Linked DNA regions of Podarcis muralis: region 2 is linked to region 1. A link is a contact called in public Hi-C data. All regions are on one chromosome and are shown on one strand. Each heading gives the region's core, a stretch centred on a gene start, on an enhancer-like site or on the middle of the called end of the contact. The rest is flanking DNA. Distances are from core to core; before and after follow the strand shown. Region 1 holds the start of FABP2 (fatty acid binding protein 2). Region 2 holds the start of RPL7L1 (ribosomal protein L7 like 1).

Region 1 (3,196 bases), core at 424-2,923:
TTCAAATGAAGCTCTTTATGTGCTGTGCAGGTATTAGGTTCCACCTGCTGGGAACAAAAAGCAGAACAATGACTAACTCATTTCTGAAAATGTAACAAAATTGTTTAACCATTTAACCACTTGACAAAATGTTATGGAGAACTCAGAAGCTTGCCACACCAATTTTGTATATTTTGGTTGCTTTAATATTTTGGTATTGTCCTAAAACAAACTTTGGAATTCTACTCATATGTGATGCTTCTTCAAATATTTAATCCAAGCACCCAGCCTACAGACAAGTGGAGTGGGACTTTTTAAATTAATAAATAAAATCATAATCATCAATGTTTGTTAAGTGTTTTAAATCAGTGGGCATTTAGAGAGTGCTGGAGAGAAGGAAAGAGTTGAGAAAGTATGTGTGGGACTTCAAACGTAGTCTAGAACTGACTGAAGCCAAAGGTAGGTTGCTGAAGAGCTATTATCATGCATGTTTGAATTGCTGGCAGCACACATTTCAAGTTCCTGATAGGTTCACAGAGATGTAAGAGTCGTTGTTCCTCAGAAAGTCAGTGTTGACTTTTTACTAGGCTTAGAGTGCTATACAGTGGTACCTCGGGTTAAGAACTTAATTCATTCTGGAGGTCCGTTCTGAACCTGAAACTGTTCTTAACCTGAGGTACCACGTTAGCTAATGGGGCCTCCTGCTGCCGCTGCGCTGCCAGAGCATGATTTCTGTTCTCATCCTGAAGCAAAGTTCTTAACCTGGGGTACTATTTCTGGGTTAGTGGAGTCTGTAACCTGAAGCGTCTGTAACCCGAGGCACCACTGTACTTGCTACTCATGTGTAAGCTTCACTGAGTTTAGTGGGGCTGTATATAGAGTTGAGAGTACAGGATTCTCACCCCTGTTTAAAATACTTCACCACCGATTTAGAAAATACACATGCTAAGATGTTGCTCTCAAACCAGTCCTGTGTTGAGCAGGCATGTCAATGCTATTTTATTTTATTTTATTTTATTTTATTTTATTTGGCACTATGCAGACACAGACATCTTCAGCAGGAGAGGTAACTTAGTACAGTCTGATCTTGTTTGCCTTGGCTGACCTGACAAATTCAAACCAATTAGCTGCCCTATACTTAGATTCTCAGAATTTGAATTGGCAAAGCACCTAAGGCAAAACGAACAACAATGGTCAGGCTCTAGATTGAATGCTCTGCACTTGTCTTTCCTGCCCTTATTATACAAAGTGGAACAGCTTCCAAACACCACCTGGGGTTGGTTACAGCAAGGCAGTATGAAGAAGCTTTGTGCTCTCTCTTCTTGGGTCAATATTTAATTTCTCTCAGCAGTAAGACACCGCAAAGAGGATTGATAAAAGTTTGCTAGTTCAAATAAGGGCTTTCAATTAAACTAAACCCCCACCCTGATTCCTTTTCTCTCTGTGTTTTCTCTCTCTCTCTAAATCAACAGTCGCAGTTTAATATGTTATTCATAGCTGTACCTCAAAGAACTGTGGACTTGGGAACACTTACTCACTTCAGCTGGGTTTTCACAGGCACCCTTTGCAACAGGGTAAATAATCAGTTTTAGAAGCTAAATCTTATAGGGCCATGTGACTAAATTGCACTTTAGTCAGCCACACCAGTGTGTGAATTGCTTTCGAGATAAGTGAAGGCATATATCCCCCCCAGGGAACTAAGGAATACCCCAGGTTGAGCAGAAATCACCTCTGTGTTAAGCTCCCCTCTTACAGCAGATAAGGATGGCATTTGATGGCACCTGGAAGGTGGAGAAGAGTGAAAACTATGAGAAGTTCATGGAGGCGATGGGTAAGATCTGGATCCCCTTTGCCTCCTATGACAATGTTTGTTATCACTGCTATTTGAAAGCTTGGTGGAGATGCTGCCCTTCTTTTCATGGTCTCCTTAGCCACTGATGTTCTGCTGCACTGTCTGCTACCTACTAAATCTCAGCTCTTCTATCCTCTTCTATCCTTTAGAGAGAGCTTCCTGAAAAAAAAATACCTTGCCAGTAAATGAATCTTGCACAACCATTAGGGTTGCCTCTCCTCCTCCTCCTCCTATTCGTCCAACACGGGAGATGTAGTGATGTTGAAATGTTTTGCTAGGTTTTTCCCCCGCCTGCAGAGGGAAAAAATATATTTAGCACTGCTGGCACGTTGCAATAAAGAATTCACTGGTCTTTATTTTTATCCTGCGCTTTTCTTGAAGCAACTCAGCGTGGTGTGCGTAATTTATGTCCTTGCCACCACTGTTTTATCTTCACAAGCATCCCTGTGAGGTGGGATGGCTGATAGCACGTTTGAAACATTCTTTCCTTCAGAGAATTCTGGGCAATGTAGTTTTACCCCTCACAGTCACAATTCCCAGTACAGTGGTACCTCGGGTTAAGTACTTAATTCATTCCGGAGGTCCATACTTAACCTGAAACTGTTCTTAACCTGAAGCACCACTTTAGCTAATGGGGCCTCCTGCTGCCGTCACGCCACCGGAGCATGATTTCTGTTCTCATCCTGAAGCAAAGTTCTTAACCTGAAGCACTATTTCTGGGTTAGCGGAGTCTGTAACTTGAAGCGTATGTAACCCGAGGTACCACTGTATCCCTTAACAAACTACAGTGCCTATATATATGTGTATATATACACTGGTGGGGAAGAATGTGCTTCCTATGTGCTTTAAATATGTAGTATGTATGCAGCCAGTCACCCTCTGAGCTTCACGGCTAAGGAGATTTTTCAACTCAGGTTTTCAAGCTCTTGGTTTCACACACACACACTAGCTCTTATCTTAGAAATTTACCTTTCCTCTTAATTGTGCTTGCAAAACTCAAGGCAATGATTTCCTGCTCTCATACTTTTCTAAGACTTAACATCTCCTTGAGCACTCAGTGGAATATGCCATATGCCCACTACAAAGCATTTGCAGCCCTCAAGCTGCTGTTGGAATCCATTTTATAAAAAAATTAAATTTAAAAACCGCCCCATATCCACAGGTCTCAGGGTGGTTCACAGGATTAAATCTCATCAACCCCAGCCCTCTTCAGCCCATACATTCACCCTCCTCCTATAGGCCATACATTCACCCTCCTCCTACAGGCCAGCCACATACAGTGGTGCCTCGCAAGACGAAATTAATCCATTCCGCGAGTCTCTTCGTCTTGCGGTTTTTTCGTCTTGCGAAGCACGGCTATTAGCG
Region 2 (3,196 bases), core at 283-2,782, 190 kb before region 1:
TACAAAATGTTCAGTACAATGACATGCCAGCTTTTGTACTGCTGGGGTTATGCCCTAAAATGCAGGGAAACTGTTATAAATGAAATAAAGTAATAACAGGATATGAACTTCCAATACATCTATCCATAATGTGTTTTATTAGCAGTAGCAAAACACATAATATACCTGGCTAACACGTGGCCTACTGTTATAACTGGAAAAAACACTTACTCCCTTCCTGGATGACAGCATAAGAATATGGGAGCAAGCACACCTGAGTGACTGATAATGTAAAGGTCAAATAATTTATTGAAAAACTGAGCATTTTAAATACGTATCAATACAATAAGTTACAGGGCAATGTTTAACCACAAAGTTTGTTGGGAACAGTACAGAAACAGATTATCTTAATTTAACCTAACCTTATTTCTGCTCTCTGAACTGAAATACTTATGTGGTTACTTCTTTTTCCTTTTAGAAAAAGGGCTGGATTTCAGTTTAAGGAGCTTAAACTACAATTGGGGCAGGCGGGTTACCATGGAAAAGTAGATGGGATGTGATAGAATTTGGAACTTTATATCAAAGAGAGCATCCTTGTTTGATTCAGTCACCAAATGGTTCAAGCAAGTCTTGGTTACAGTCATACAGAGGAACTTCAAGAAAAAGGTTTGATAAAGGATGGACAGAAAAAGCCATTCTAAGAATACGTTGTGAGGGAGTACCTATTTTTACAATACTGGAGAGGTGAAAAGGGTGATAATGTTTCCTACAAATCCAAGCAAGACTACATCCTTCTAAAGCAAAAAGATATACACCCTTGATTTCTACCACTTCTCTTTTCCCAAGGATTTTAACTGAAACCTGATTTTACATTACATGCATCATTTCTCTAACATTTATTACAGCTGGCCTGATCAAGGGAATTCCTGCCTGAGCTGATCAGGTGAGCGTACAATGTCCTGACCTACAATATGCCTCCCCTACCTTTCTTTTGTCCAACAGCGCCTGCTTTGCTTGGGTGGCTTTGATTGCTTGATATGCCTTTCTTTTTTTCAGTAGATTTTCTGGCACCCGGGGAATCTTCTTTGGTGGTCTAAAACACAAGAGTTTGAACGGGTCAGACAGAACACAAAAACAGATCTAATGGAAAGCGATTTTCACACATTCATATACACAATGCATTGCACAAATGGGTCCTATGCAAGGACTTAATTCGTTCTAGTAAACATACACACAGAATCCTAGAAGCAGTCGTTTTCCATATCGTACGATCTCCCTCCACCGATCCAGTACAAAACACTGTGACCCGTATCTATTGTTCTTGCAGGCCTCTGACTATGCCTCCATCCAACAAACAAAGCAGAAGCCCAAGCCCTCCCCGAGGATGGACACGGATTCTCCCCCGGTCTACTTCTTCCCCCTCGAAAACTCACTCAGGCTCCGCCATGTTTCCTCGCCACCTGTGTCCCGTTTCGATCCACTACGCATGCGTACCCCTTCCGGAAGGAAGCGTTTCGCATCTCACGCACAGGCGCGTCGAGGCGCTGCCCTTAAATGGCATGGTTTAATCCGCTCTAGCGTCTATCTCTATGGTTCTCGTCCTCAAGAGATATACGGTAACCCTACCGTTATAGAGCTAAGAAAATTCAGTAACCCATCTCATTGTGCGAACTTCCGGGTTCATTTTTAAAAATAGGTTCCATCCTGGGGAGAGCAGTGAGAGCTGCCCATAAAAGGAAATACGCGGAGAATTCCAGGGTTTTAGGGTAGCTGTCATAAAGCAGCAGCGCTCAGAAGAAGAAAAAAACCAGTGGAAAATGCAGCTCCCTCCCCTTCGTGTCACATTTCGTGTTGAAAAAACGATCTTCAGTTTTAAACCCCTTTTTAAATGTTCATGCTGATGCCTTGTGAGAGTGGGGCGAGGGGCGGTGAATGACACATGGGTTACAACAGCCTTGTAATGTAGTCTAGTATGGATATGTTCCGTTTATGCATGTTAAAAAATACCCCCCCCACCCGAAAAAAGCTCCCCACTACTGTTTACACGAAAGAAGAGCTGAATTATAAGAATAAAGAAAATTCCTGAGTTTTGCTGCTGTCTTTGCGGCAGCGGAGAAGGGGGCTTGTAAAACGAGAGCCTTTTCCACGGATGTCCATTCTCAACTCTCCCAGTTGCGGGCAACTGGGGTTATTAAAATGGGGAGCTGTCCTCCTCATGGTCATACACCAGGCAACATCCCAGGGAGGGAGAGAGGTGAGTCGGAGAGAAGAGTTCAATGCTGTGGCGCCCAAATTGTGATTTGAAAATTGTGGAGTGGCTCCTGCCAGGGCAGCATTCTAGGAAATCAAGTTATTGGACTTGGAAGTGGAATATCTCATTTCATTGGAGAAAACAGGAGTGGTGATTATTCTCACACTTGAGGCCCAATTTATTTTTATTGACATAGCTGTCAACTTTCAGATTTGAAAATAAGGCATCAGCAGCCTCGAAAATAAGGGATCAGGAGCCTCACCTGTCCTGGGGACAGTCTCCTGGATAGCAGTGGGAAACGGTGCTGGAATAAGGGAATTTCCCACACAAAAAAGGGAAGGTTGATAGCTATGTTTATTGATTGACGGTCGTTTTGTGTGTGTGTGTGTGTGATGGGATCTTGAGAGGGATGCGGGTGGCGCTGTGGGTTAAACCACAGAGCCTAGGACTAGCCGATCAGAAGGTCGGCGGTTCGAATCCCCGCAACGGGGTGAGCTCCCGATTCTTGGTCCCTGCTCCTGCCAACCTAGCAGTTTGAAACCATGTCAAAGTGCAAGTAGATAAATAGGTACTGCTCCAGCGGGAAGGTAAACAACATTTCTGTGCGCTGCTCTGCTTTGCCAAAAGCCACTTAGTCATGCTGGCCACATGATCTGGAAGCTGTACGCTGGCTCCCTCGGCCAATAAAGCGAGATGAGCGCCGCAACCCCAGAGTCGGCCACGACTGGACCTAATGGTCGGGGGTCCCTTTACATTTAATGGGATCTTAAGGGTGAAGGGTGGGAAATTAATAACTATTATAATGAAAAATGTTTGCCAATTATATAGAACGATCCCAAGTGTTCAGATAGCACTTTTTTAAAAAAGCACTTTACATACACAGTTTTTCAGGTATCAAGATTAATAGAGGGAGGATCTTGGTAGACCCTCTTAAGTGTCGGAAATCGTGGCCAAGGAGACTGTTTT

Evidence for each region. A called contact is a pair of places that touch in the nucleus more often than the background predicts.
Region 2: a contact with region 1 is called in a Hi-C map of blood, with 9 times the contacts expected there. The contact joins the promoter of RPL7L1 here to the promoter of FABP2 in region 1. A contact is called at or near these places in 2 of 3 Hi-C or Micro-C datasets (blood and tail).

Annotation. Positions count from the first base shown.
Region 1 is chr9:28,479,201-28,482,396 of rPodMur119.hap1.1, reverse strand. FABP2 (fatty acid binding protein 2) reads left to right here and starts at 1,673. Exons shown (of 4, transcript XM_077933989.1): 1 at 1,673-1,810. The coding sequence starts at 1,744. LOC144328858 (a long non-coding RNA gene) reads right to left here. Exons shown (of 7, transcript XR_013394163.1): 2 at 2,006-2,122.
Region 2 is chr9:28,668,618-28,671,813 of rPodMur119.hap1.1, reverse strand. It overlaps RPL7L1 (ribosomal protein L7 like 1), which reads right to left and starts at 1,532. Exons shown (of 7, transcript XM_028743286.2): 1 at 1,413-1,532; 2 at 964-1,072. The coding sequence starts at 1,426.